Regions from separate parts of the Zea mays genome. Here region 2 is linked to region 1. The links are chromatin contacts, called in public Hi-C maps. All regions are on one chromosome and are shown on one strand. Each heading gives the region's core, a stretch centred on a gene start, on an enhancer-like site or on the middle of the called end of the contact. The rest is flanking DNA. Distances are from core to core; before and after follow the strand shown.

Evidence for each region. Hi-C and Micro-C count contacts between places; a contact is called where the count stands out from the background.
Region 2: a contact with region 1 is called in a Hi-C map of ear, with 4 times the contacts expected there. The contact joins two enhancer-like sites. A contact is called at or near these places in 2 of 25 Hi-C or Micro-C datasets (ear and tassel).

What each region holds. Positions count from the first base shown.
Region 1 is chr10:93,816,604-93,821,704 of Zm-B73-REFERENCE-NAM-5.0, forward strand. No RefSeq gene overlaps it. Among protein-coding and RNA genes, the nearest start is that of LOC103641406, 90 kb to the right of the region's middle. Within about 2 kb of position 2,503, at least 10 of the 20 cell types and tissues checked have an H3K27ac peak or open chromatin away from gene starts, as enhancers often do. A contact at or near this core is called in ear and tassel, where this site is marked.
Region 2 is chr10:93,958,698-93,963,243 of Zm-B73-REFERENCE-NAM-5.0, forward strand. No RefSeq gene overlaps it. Among protein-coding and RNA genes, the nearest start is that of LOC103641406, 51 kb to the left of the region's middle. Within about 2 kb of position 2,519, at least 15 of the 20 cell types and tissues checked have an H3K27ac peak or open chromatin away from gene starts, as enhancers often do. A contact at or near this core is called in ear and tassel, where this site is marked.

The sequences.
Region 1 (5,101 bases), core at 1,253-3,752:
TCAGCTATGTATTTAATTTTATAATTAGAATATGGGTATGTTTGTTTTAGCTTTTAGAGATTTTGTACTTTATCTTTTGGACCATTCAAAAATCGGAAGCTCATCACTAGGGTGAGCTTTGGTATTTTTTCCTTATGGAAGTTGTTTGGCTTTTAGGATGTCTAAAAGTTGAAGTACAAAATCTCAAAAAAATTGAAACAAACAAGCATTATTAATACTCGTAATAGACATTAAAACATTTATGTGACACATGCTAAACTTCAGTACATAAAACCAATCATCCCCTAATAATAGGTAGATTAAGGACAAATTGGAAAGTGATACGCCAGTGATATGAAGTCTCGCAGTTATTGCTGATTCTATGGTAGTGTCGTGCATGCCCTGTCCGTAAAATAAAATAAATCTTCCTAGAGTATAATACTATCTTTAGCAGACTCCATATCCCCACTCTCTATCTCACTCTCTATTTTAAATTACACTCTACAAACAATGCAATCTACAATGCAAAACATTATTTTACACGGCCGTTTACTTGACGTGCTGGAGATGGCCTAAGCATAGTCAAAATAAAATGGTATGATCTATACTTAATACTCCCTTCGTCCCATAAAATGAGGCATATATTTTTTTGCAAAGTCTTTTAGTGAAATTTTGACTATTTTTTTAATATGACATCAACAAATAGAAATTAAGTATCATATTAAAGTATTTTTCTAATACAAATTCAAGTATATAACATGCATATATTAAAAATATATGTTTTTGGCTGAATTACATATCAAAGTTTTAAAACGTTGACTTTTTTAAAAAACATGTACGCCTTATTTAATTTATGGGATGGAGGGAGTATTTCAGTAGAAATTAGTGCTGTGGGAAGAAGCAAGATCAGCATGACGTTAATTATGTCACTTTGAATTTGTCGTATAAGTTAAAGCTGTAAAAAAGCATGACGTTTATGTCACTTTGAATTTGTCATATATTTAAGTTAAATCTTTTTAACTATGGCCAAGTTTTAGAAAAAAAATAGCAATATCAACAACATTTGATTAGTTTATTGGATTCTCTATGCAATATTTATTGTTATCACAATTGATTCATTTAAATTCGTAGACGTCAATACAGTATCGTTAAAAATAGTGACTGTTAGAAGGTGGGATGGGGAGGCCGGTGGAAATAGCCTAAGTAGTGTCCAGGTGGTAGAATTGTTTTTTTCTGGGCCATAATTTGAATCGTATAGAATGTCTTTTTTAGATGCATGGCTGTAGCATTTTTGTATCATATGGTCAAGATACAGACAAGCCTAGTTATCTGTACATGCAATCATGCAACTCAAAAGATATGCAACTGAGTGCTGGCCGCGTTCTAATCACCAAGTTTGGCTAAGCTAGCTTCGATATGTTCTTTATTCTTGCTAAAATCCAGTGCTGACCAGTACACAGGAATAATGTCCAGGAACCGAATGGCTCTGTCTTCCTTGTATATATAAACCCCATGAAACTTGGCAGAGCCATTTGATTCCTACAGGCGGAAGTAAATAGAAGGTACGTAGCACAAAGTTTAGCGATACAGACCCAGCATGAACCTACACACCGATCCCCTGAACCTGAAGGAGGCAACAGTCACTTGCATTCCAAGGCTGCGCGGCGGCGGCGGTGGCCGGCGGCGACCGCGCCGGGGAGCCGCCGCTGCCACGCAAGTGTCTGTGCTGGACCGTGTCCGGGACGTCGTGCTGCGTTTCGCGATGCTGTCGGCTGCGTCGTCTACGGCAACAACGACCAAGGGCGGCGCCCCGGTGACGACGACGCGACGACGAAGACCGGCGGCGGCCACGGCGCGGTCTACAGCGGCCGCCCGCGTGAGCCCGGCGGCGTCAGTGGCGTACACGGACTCGTATCGGAGCGAGGCCGTGGACGACTGTATCGAGTTCCTTAAGCGGTCGGCGGCTGGCGTTGTCGTCCCGGCCACCGCCGTGGAAGCGACCACGACGGCGGCGGCGGCGTCACCTTTGCATGCAGCTGCAGCACGTGCCATGTGAGTTAGAATTAGGAGAATCATGTGTCCTAGTTGGTGGATGGCTGTGTATATGTATATGCGTGACAAGAGTTGGTAGCTTGCTAGCTAGCTAGGTGATGAGTATTGGTGGGTCGATGCATCGATCATGCATGCATGTGCTATTTGTGTCGTAGCGTCGCGTAAAAATAACCTCAACTTGTCATGAACAAACTTGCGTGTAAAACTTTACAGAGGTATATCACATGTGTGGTGGCTACGTAGGAGCAGAATATATATACTCGCTCTATCCCAAAATAAACTTTGTTTTTATTAATTAATGAATTTATACAATACTTAATACTTGATATATGTGTTTTACATGTGTATATAGATTCAGTAGCGGATGGACCTCCTAGACGGGGCGGGTGTGCGCCCGGACTCGCACCGTACAAGCTTTGCACAGCACCTACACGTTTGTAGTTTGTCATGTGTCATGGGCCACCATGTTGAGCATGGGCCATGCCAAGTTAAATTGCGGTCCAATTTTCCCAAGAATGAAAGCGTCCCTGCAGGCTGCCTCCTCGCCTCCTCCTGCAGTCTACGCCGTTTACAGTTCTACACATAGGTGATGCTTCAACTTCAACTAAGCCGTCTGCGTCTCCGTCGACGCACTGCCGCAGGCTTTGGCAACGTTGCTCTTCGCTAGTTCGCCTCTTCCTCAATTCATCAGACTTCGACTCCTTGGCTCTGATCGGTTCCACTCCACGCGGACCACGCTACCAGATAGAATCAGGATCAGCAGGATCAGGACATCAGGTAGTGCATCCTTTTATAGCTTTATCATTTTTTATTCTTTCATTCAGCATTAGCAACCGGTGGTTGGGAGAAGCGTTCAATTTTTTACTCTTTCATTCAGGTAGTGCATCCAAATTTACCGTTTTTTATATGGACATCAAGTCTGAAATTCTAATATCTCGTTTGCAATTTGCATATTGCAGAAAAACCATTAAAATGAGGAGATTTATGGTTGATACAAGAAATTTAACACGACCACAAGATCAGCCTCAAGCACAAGGTGAGGGTCATGAGGCGGTACCACACGCTCAAACTAATGCTTCGGTTGGTGATGAGTTAAATTTGGATGACATTGTGAGTGATCCCGCACTAAGTAAGCAAATATGTGAGTATCCTTGTCAAAATAGAGACCAAGTTAGAAGATCATACATATTGAAGGGACCAACACAACCTATTGTGAATTTTCCAGATCATACATATTGAAGGGACCAACACAACCTATTGTGAGTTTTCCTCGCAAACAATCTAGAGATTGTAGAAGAGCCTTCCAACAATCATGGTATAAGAGGTATAACTGGGTAGAGTATAGTGTGTCGAAGGATGCAATATTTTGCTTCTATTGTTTCCTTTTTAAGGAACTAGGGAGGAAGTAATATTTTGGTTTTGATGTGTTCAACAAAGTAGGGTTTAATGTGGAAGCATGCATATAAATCTTTGCCAGAGCACGTTGATGGTAAAAATAGAGCTCACAACAATTTTGTAAACATTATGATGATTTTAAAAATCAAAGGCAAAGTGTCTCAAGCATGTTTTCAAGGGCAACTAAGGAATCTAAAGAATTATATCAAAGGTGTTTGACTGCATCTCTAGAGTGCTTAAAATTTTTAATAGCACAAGGCATGTCATTTCATGGGCATGATGAATCATCTATGTCTTTAAACAAGGGTAATTTTCTAGAGATGATAGATTGATACAAAGATAAGAATGAAAGTGTAAGACATGCTTTTGACCATGGTGGTCTAAATTGTCAGATGATTTCTCTCATAATTCAAAAGGATTGTAAGATGTTGTGCGGAAGAAGTAACTGATGTGATCATGGGAGAGATTGAAGATAGACTATTCTCTATGCTTTTTGATAAGTCTCGTGATATATCGGTCAAAGAGCAAATGGCAGTAATGCTAAGGTTAGTATATATGGATTACTAGTTAATACGCTTGTTGGGGACTTGTTCTCAAATGCTAAGAATTAAGAACAAGGCAACATAGAAAATGTTAAGTGTAAAAGTCCTTCGTCCTCCATAACATTATATCCCTTTGGGATATAAAGCATCTTGGACGAAGGTTACGAAGGACGTACCTTCGTAAGCATGACAACGAGGAACGAAGCATTCATATAAATCATGAGATATGAAAATACTTAAATGTTATCATAGAATCATCTCTATTTTTATTATTATAAACGAATGTAAACGATTTCAAATTACAAATGTACCTTCGATCTTGAAGAACACAAGTGTGATGCGAAGGCAAAAATGACAGGTTCGTGTGAACAGTACGGGGGTACTGTTCATCTATTTATAGACACAGGACGCAGCCTGTGACGAATTACAATTATGCCCTTTACAAAAGTTTACAACATTATCTTAGACCTCTATGGATAAAAAGGTCATTCTATCTTTATGTCGGTTTGCAACGCCGAAGCTCTATAAAAAGGAACCTTCGGCCATTTCCTGGGGACGATTTCAGCCGAAGCTGCTTCTTCACGCAAGACCTTCGGCGCAACGAAGCATGGGCCCAACAGTAGCCCCTTTCGCGGCGCTAGATCGTTTTTCGTAACGAGCTTGAACCGTGAAAAAATCCTCTCAAGCTTCGGGAAGCCGAAGGTCCAAAAAACACCTTCCCTGAGCTCGTTGCCGAGAAACGATTCATTTCCCGAGATCGTGTCGGTCCCACCTTGCAGAGTCACTGTTTGGTCTTTGCGGTCCACTGCGCAGCGAGTACAAGTTACTGCCCGCCTGGTGTAAAAACCCTGCCGCTTCGCCTTCTTACCTGCAGCACTATATAAACAGACGAGTAGGTGTGAAGTTACCACAGCATTTACTGCTATTTGCACTGTTTTGCTGCCAAAATTTTTAACCATCACCGAAGCTTGTTTGTCAGGTTTGAACGAAGCTCCATCTTGAAGCCTGCTTCGGAGAAAAAAGTATCAAAGTTTCACAAGTTCATAATTAAATGGCCAGAGTTCGCTCTACAGCTAGGGTTGAGCGTGAGGGGGACGAAACTGCAGCTTCGGAGACTGTGCCCATCTCCGAAG
Region 2 (4,546 bases), core at 1,269-3,768, 140 kb after region 1:
CTCACTGTTGACGAAGGATCGTTATGCATGCAACCAAGAGATGAAGTGACTTTTGCCTTATAACAAAGAGAATGAACGAAAGAGATGGTACAGTTTTGCTGGGCCACATGGAGAGGAGACTTGTGTTTGGAAGTGGTTCTCCTCGTGCCCTGCTCTTGTCCGACGACAGCAATGCACACCTGGTCACACCAAATACCATGCAATAATACAATTTACAATGTCGCGAAACACTGGCATGACGGTTGTAAAAAATATAAATAAATAAATAAATAAATAAATAAATAAAAGTTGCATAAGGTTGTCTCCGGTAGCTTTCCTGTCTCACCTCTTCTCAATCTATAGTACAAAACAATGTTTTGCATGATCACATCCACGGTCTCCTGGAGGGGCGGCGGGCTAATTAAGGTCCTGTTTGTTTCAGATATATTATAATCTCTCCAGATTATATAATCTAGCGTAAATAATCTATTAGGTAAACAAACAACTAGATTATGGGTTCAGATTATATAATCTAAAGTCCAGATTATGATAATCTCATAATCTCCTCAAGAGTAACTTATTTGAGATTATTTTGGTAAAAGACCCACTACCCATGGTTATGTAAATAGAAATTACAATATATACTATCATTTTTCTCTCACCTCAAATAAACAAACAAGGGTATTGTTGTCTTTGTGAATAATGTACATTTGTATAATCTAAACTACCAAACAACTACATGTAGATTATAATATATCTAGATTATAATCTAGATTATATAATTTAGATTATATAATCTATAAGCTGAAACAAACAGGCCTAAGTGAAACAATCATATTTCGTGGATACCAAACTTCAGTCTTTATTCCAAGCCACCTTGAAAAAGTGAAAAAGACGCTATGCAGATCAATGCTACAATGTTGACGTGCCTGCCAGATTTGTGCTTGGAGTTTTGTCTGGTCTTGCATCATGACATGTACATCTTCAGGATGAGCTAGCAGCTGGTTCGCATGGCACCATGCCCCAACCAAACATTGTGCAATATGCAGGACCAGCTCTCTTTGTGTCTGAATACAATGCAGCCACGGAAAAAAGATTGAAAATGTGGCACAGGGACCAATCCCTTGGATGAGATCAGTCTGCTCATTGAATTTGGATTGATGTGTATACACCTACCTGATTGGTTCTGACATGCTTGCACTGCACGCACTGACTTGCTGCTGCATGCAAATGGCCATGGCCATGGCCATGCCACAGATCTGTGCTGTGCAATAACTAGTTGTCGAGGTGTGATGAAGCCCAGGTGCAGGCCATCCACATGTAAATGTGAGTAACTCTCTTCTCTGAAGAGGCATGGTTACCTGTAAATGTATCGTTTCTCATGGTCATGGACCACCACAACACAAGACCACAGATCCACCAGGCCAACTGCTCCATCATGGGCTCCAAAGCCCATCCATTTTTTTTTCTTGGAAAAAAGTTGCCATTTTTTGCAACAGCTGGCAAACTTACTGAAAGTGCAAGTTTATGCAACTCAACAACTCAAACGTAAGCATAATCACATGGTTTTGTTCAAAAGTGACTAGAACTGAACGAAGCAGTGACATCCCATCTCACAAAAAGAGAAGGGCAACCCAACAACAAAAAGGTCGTCCCCAGCAAGCTTCCAGTTTTGGCGGACAAAATGTGACTCAACACAGTAGCATCTAATACAAAGGCGTGTGTTACATTAAAAGCCAACAATGATAGTACAGACTACAAAGGTGTCTCCCAAATTGAAGGGCATTGTCTGCCTACAAGGACGATTGGTTATAAATAGCTTCCAAAATCCAGCAAGAACCATACAGATTTCCTTGTACAATGTACCCTCAAAAGTTCATACAATTGGCTGTGCTGTTTTCGAGTCTCAGTTTGTTCATATGAGGTTGTTGGATGATGCCAGGATCCGTAGAGGGGGGCCAAGCCCGTGGCACAACAGAAGGTGATACATGCTTGACACCTCATGTTTTCATTGGCCTTTGATGTTGTTTTCCTTGTTTAAGCACTACCACCTTTGGCTTCTTGCTGGCACTACCAACTATAACCTGTACATGCAATTAGGGTTGAGCATTCGGGTTATACGGTTTACTCTGTTCGGTCTCTTCGGATTAAAAAAAAAATCGGAAATTTACAGGAACCGAACCCTAATAGACCGAAAAAATTCGGTTCGGTATATTCGGTTGGTTCAGAACCCGAACAAGCAAATAAGTCCATCAATTAACAAATACAAAACTACACTCATGCCCAGATTCGCTTGGTACTCTTAATCTTACTTCCTCAGAAAGCGAGGATTATCGAAGCTGCTAGAGTGATGGACAAGCTAATAAATAAACTGTGCGGGAAGAAAATTTGAACTCGTACGTCGTACCGTCGCCATGCCCCCCCCCCCCACCCCCCCCCCCCCCCCCCCCCCCCCCCCCCCCTTCCAGGCTCCAGCTTCTCTGGCTGCTCGCGCTCGCCTTTCAGCTGTGCCGGTTGCCGCATTTGCCCTTTGCCCCCGTCCATGGATCCATCCGTCAGGCCGCGCACGGCCCACTCGCGGAGCTCGCCCAACGCATAGGCCTTGGGTTGGGCCGTGGCTCGATGGCTGACAGGCAGTTTGACTGAGGTGGAGATTGGGTTTCTTACTGTTGTTCGGTTATTTGGGTCTATTCGGGTTAGCCGCACTAAAACCCGATAACAGAATAGATACCATTTGTGCACCGAACCCGAAACCCAAAAACTGTAATCCGACCAATTCAGTCTATTCACGTTCGGGTAACGGGTTCAAAATACCCAGCCCCACATGCAATGAAAAGATGGTCAACTTAACTATTACAGGCATACGTATTGCTCTAAAAAATAAATGTTCAATAAATTCTGAAAATGACAAATTATTTTAGAGTTGTAATGCCACGACAGTGTTCTGAGTTTTAATCGAACAAAAAATCAAGACTGCAGAGGCATGTAATGTGTAGATGTATACTCCTGTTTTCTATATTTGGAACTGCAGTAACACTAAGCATTGGAGGTTCTAGAAAAGCAAAATCCAATTTTTATGTAGTCTAATTCAACTAGAACTAGCTGAGTGCCCGTGCGTTGCAACGGGAATATATAATACCGGTATACTACGATAACTTATATACAAAATATGTGTTATACTGTTACGAGAAAATGTTTTATAATCAATTTGTGATTCTGGCCATACATAAATTTTGTTATTTTAATCTATCTGTTTCACCACTACATTGCAACCATCAGTATCATGGAGACTTCGATATATGTCACGATTTGCATGGTCTCATCATTGTAGAGCACGTTCCACACATGCAGGAAGAAATTCTCCCGTACATCATTAGTCATCAGACACGTACCACTATACACTTTTGCTTAAACAAAAAGACAATTGTGTGTGTTTGCGAAGAAAATTAAAGGCAAGTCGGCACAAAAGCTACCACAACGGTGGCGAGGATGACGAACTGGTCATTGTTGTCGGCCCTCCTCTGCGTCACCTCCTGCGTCAAGAAGACGCCACGGTCCTCGATATAGTAGTCGTCGAACGCGCGCGACATACCGAGTACTGATGACTCTTGGTTGGGCTGTAAAACGAAGTGCACCCTGGGCTCATCAGTATGGTAGTACCCCTGGCCGTTGCACCACCAGATGCGCTACTCCTCTACATACATCATGTTCAACGACACTCACACAACGTCAACAACGGCCATCGTCCCAACGCACAAGAATTCATGGCCGGTCAGTAGCGACTTACGTGGCAGGTTGGGTTTTAGGTGGACGATGAGCTGGACGATGTGATGGCGTCGTCGTCGAAAGCGATGCCTAGAACAACCCGAGAGTCGCCGACGTTGGTGACGACCATGAGCCCCCCCTGCTTGACGATGGACAGCGCGGAGCAACCGCTCTGCACCGCGTCCAAGCGGTGGCTGCGCCGGAGCTTGTCGTACATAGCGGCACATGTAGCCACGTAAGACTGTTTCTAGAGGTCGAACTGACAGTCGCCAAGTTTCTTCTCGTCGTCGATGAGCGACCCCAACGCGAGTGCCTCCTGCTAATGGTGTTTGTTCGGGGTTTTCAAGTAAGAAACATGGATTAATATTTAGCGTTGGTTTATAAAAATGACTCACAAGTCAGATCCATGAAAAAAATATTACGAAAAAATAAATGTCACGCATGCAAAAAAGAAATTTAAGTTGAAAACATTATTCAAACAAAAGAAATTGCATGCAAGGCTTTTCTTTAAATACTACTCCCTCCATCCAAAAATATAATTCAAGAATTTCGGTGATACTTATCTACTACTACGCATTGTGCAAAGGTAGCAGGTGAGCTTGAGGAGAGATGTAGTAGATGTGTTTCATGTTATAAATGTAGACATAAACATGCATGTGGTGTAGCGGTAACTACTGCAAGCATTTGCTTGAGAAGTCGTGAGTTCGAATCCCCTTGGGGTCATGCGTATTTTTTTAATTTTAGCTAGACGTAGTACAGTGCGGGAAGGAGAGAATCGGAAAGGCAGAACAGGGAATGACAG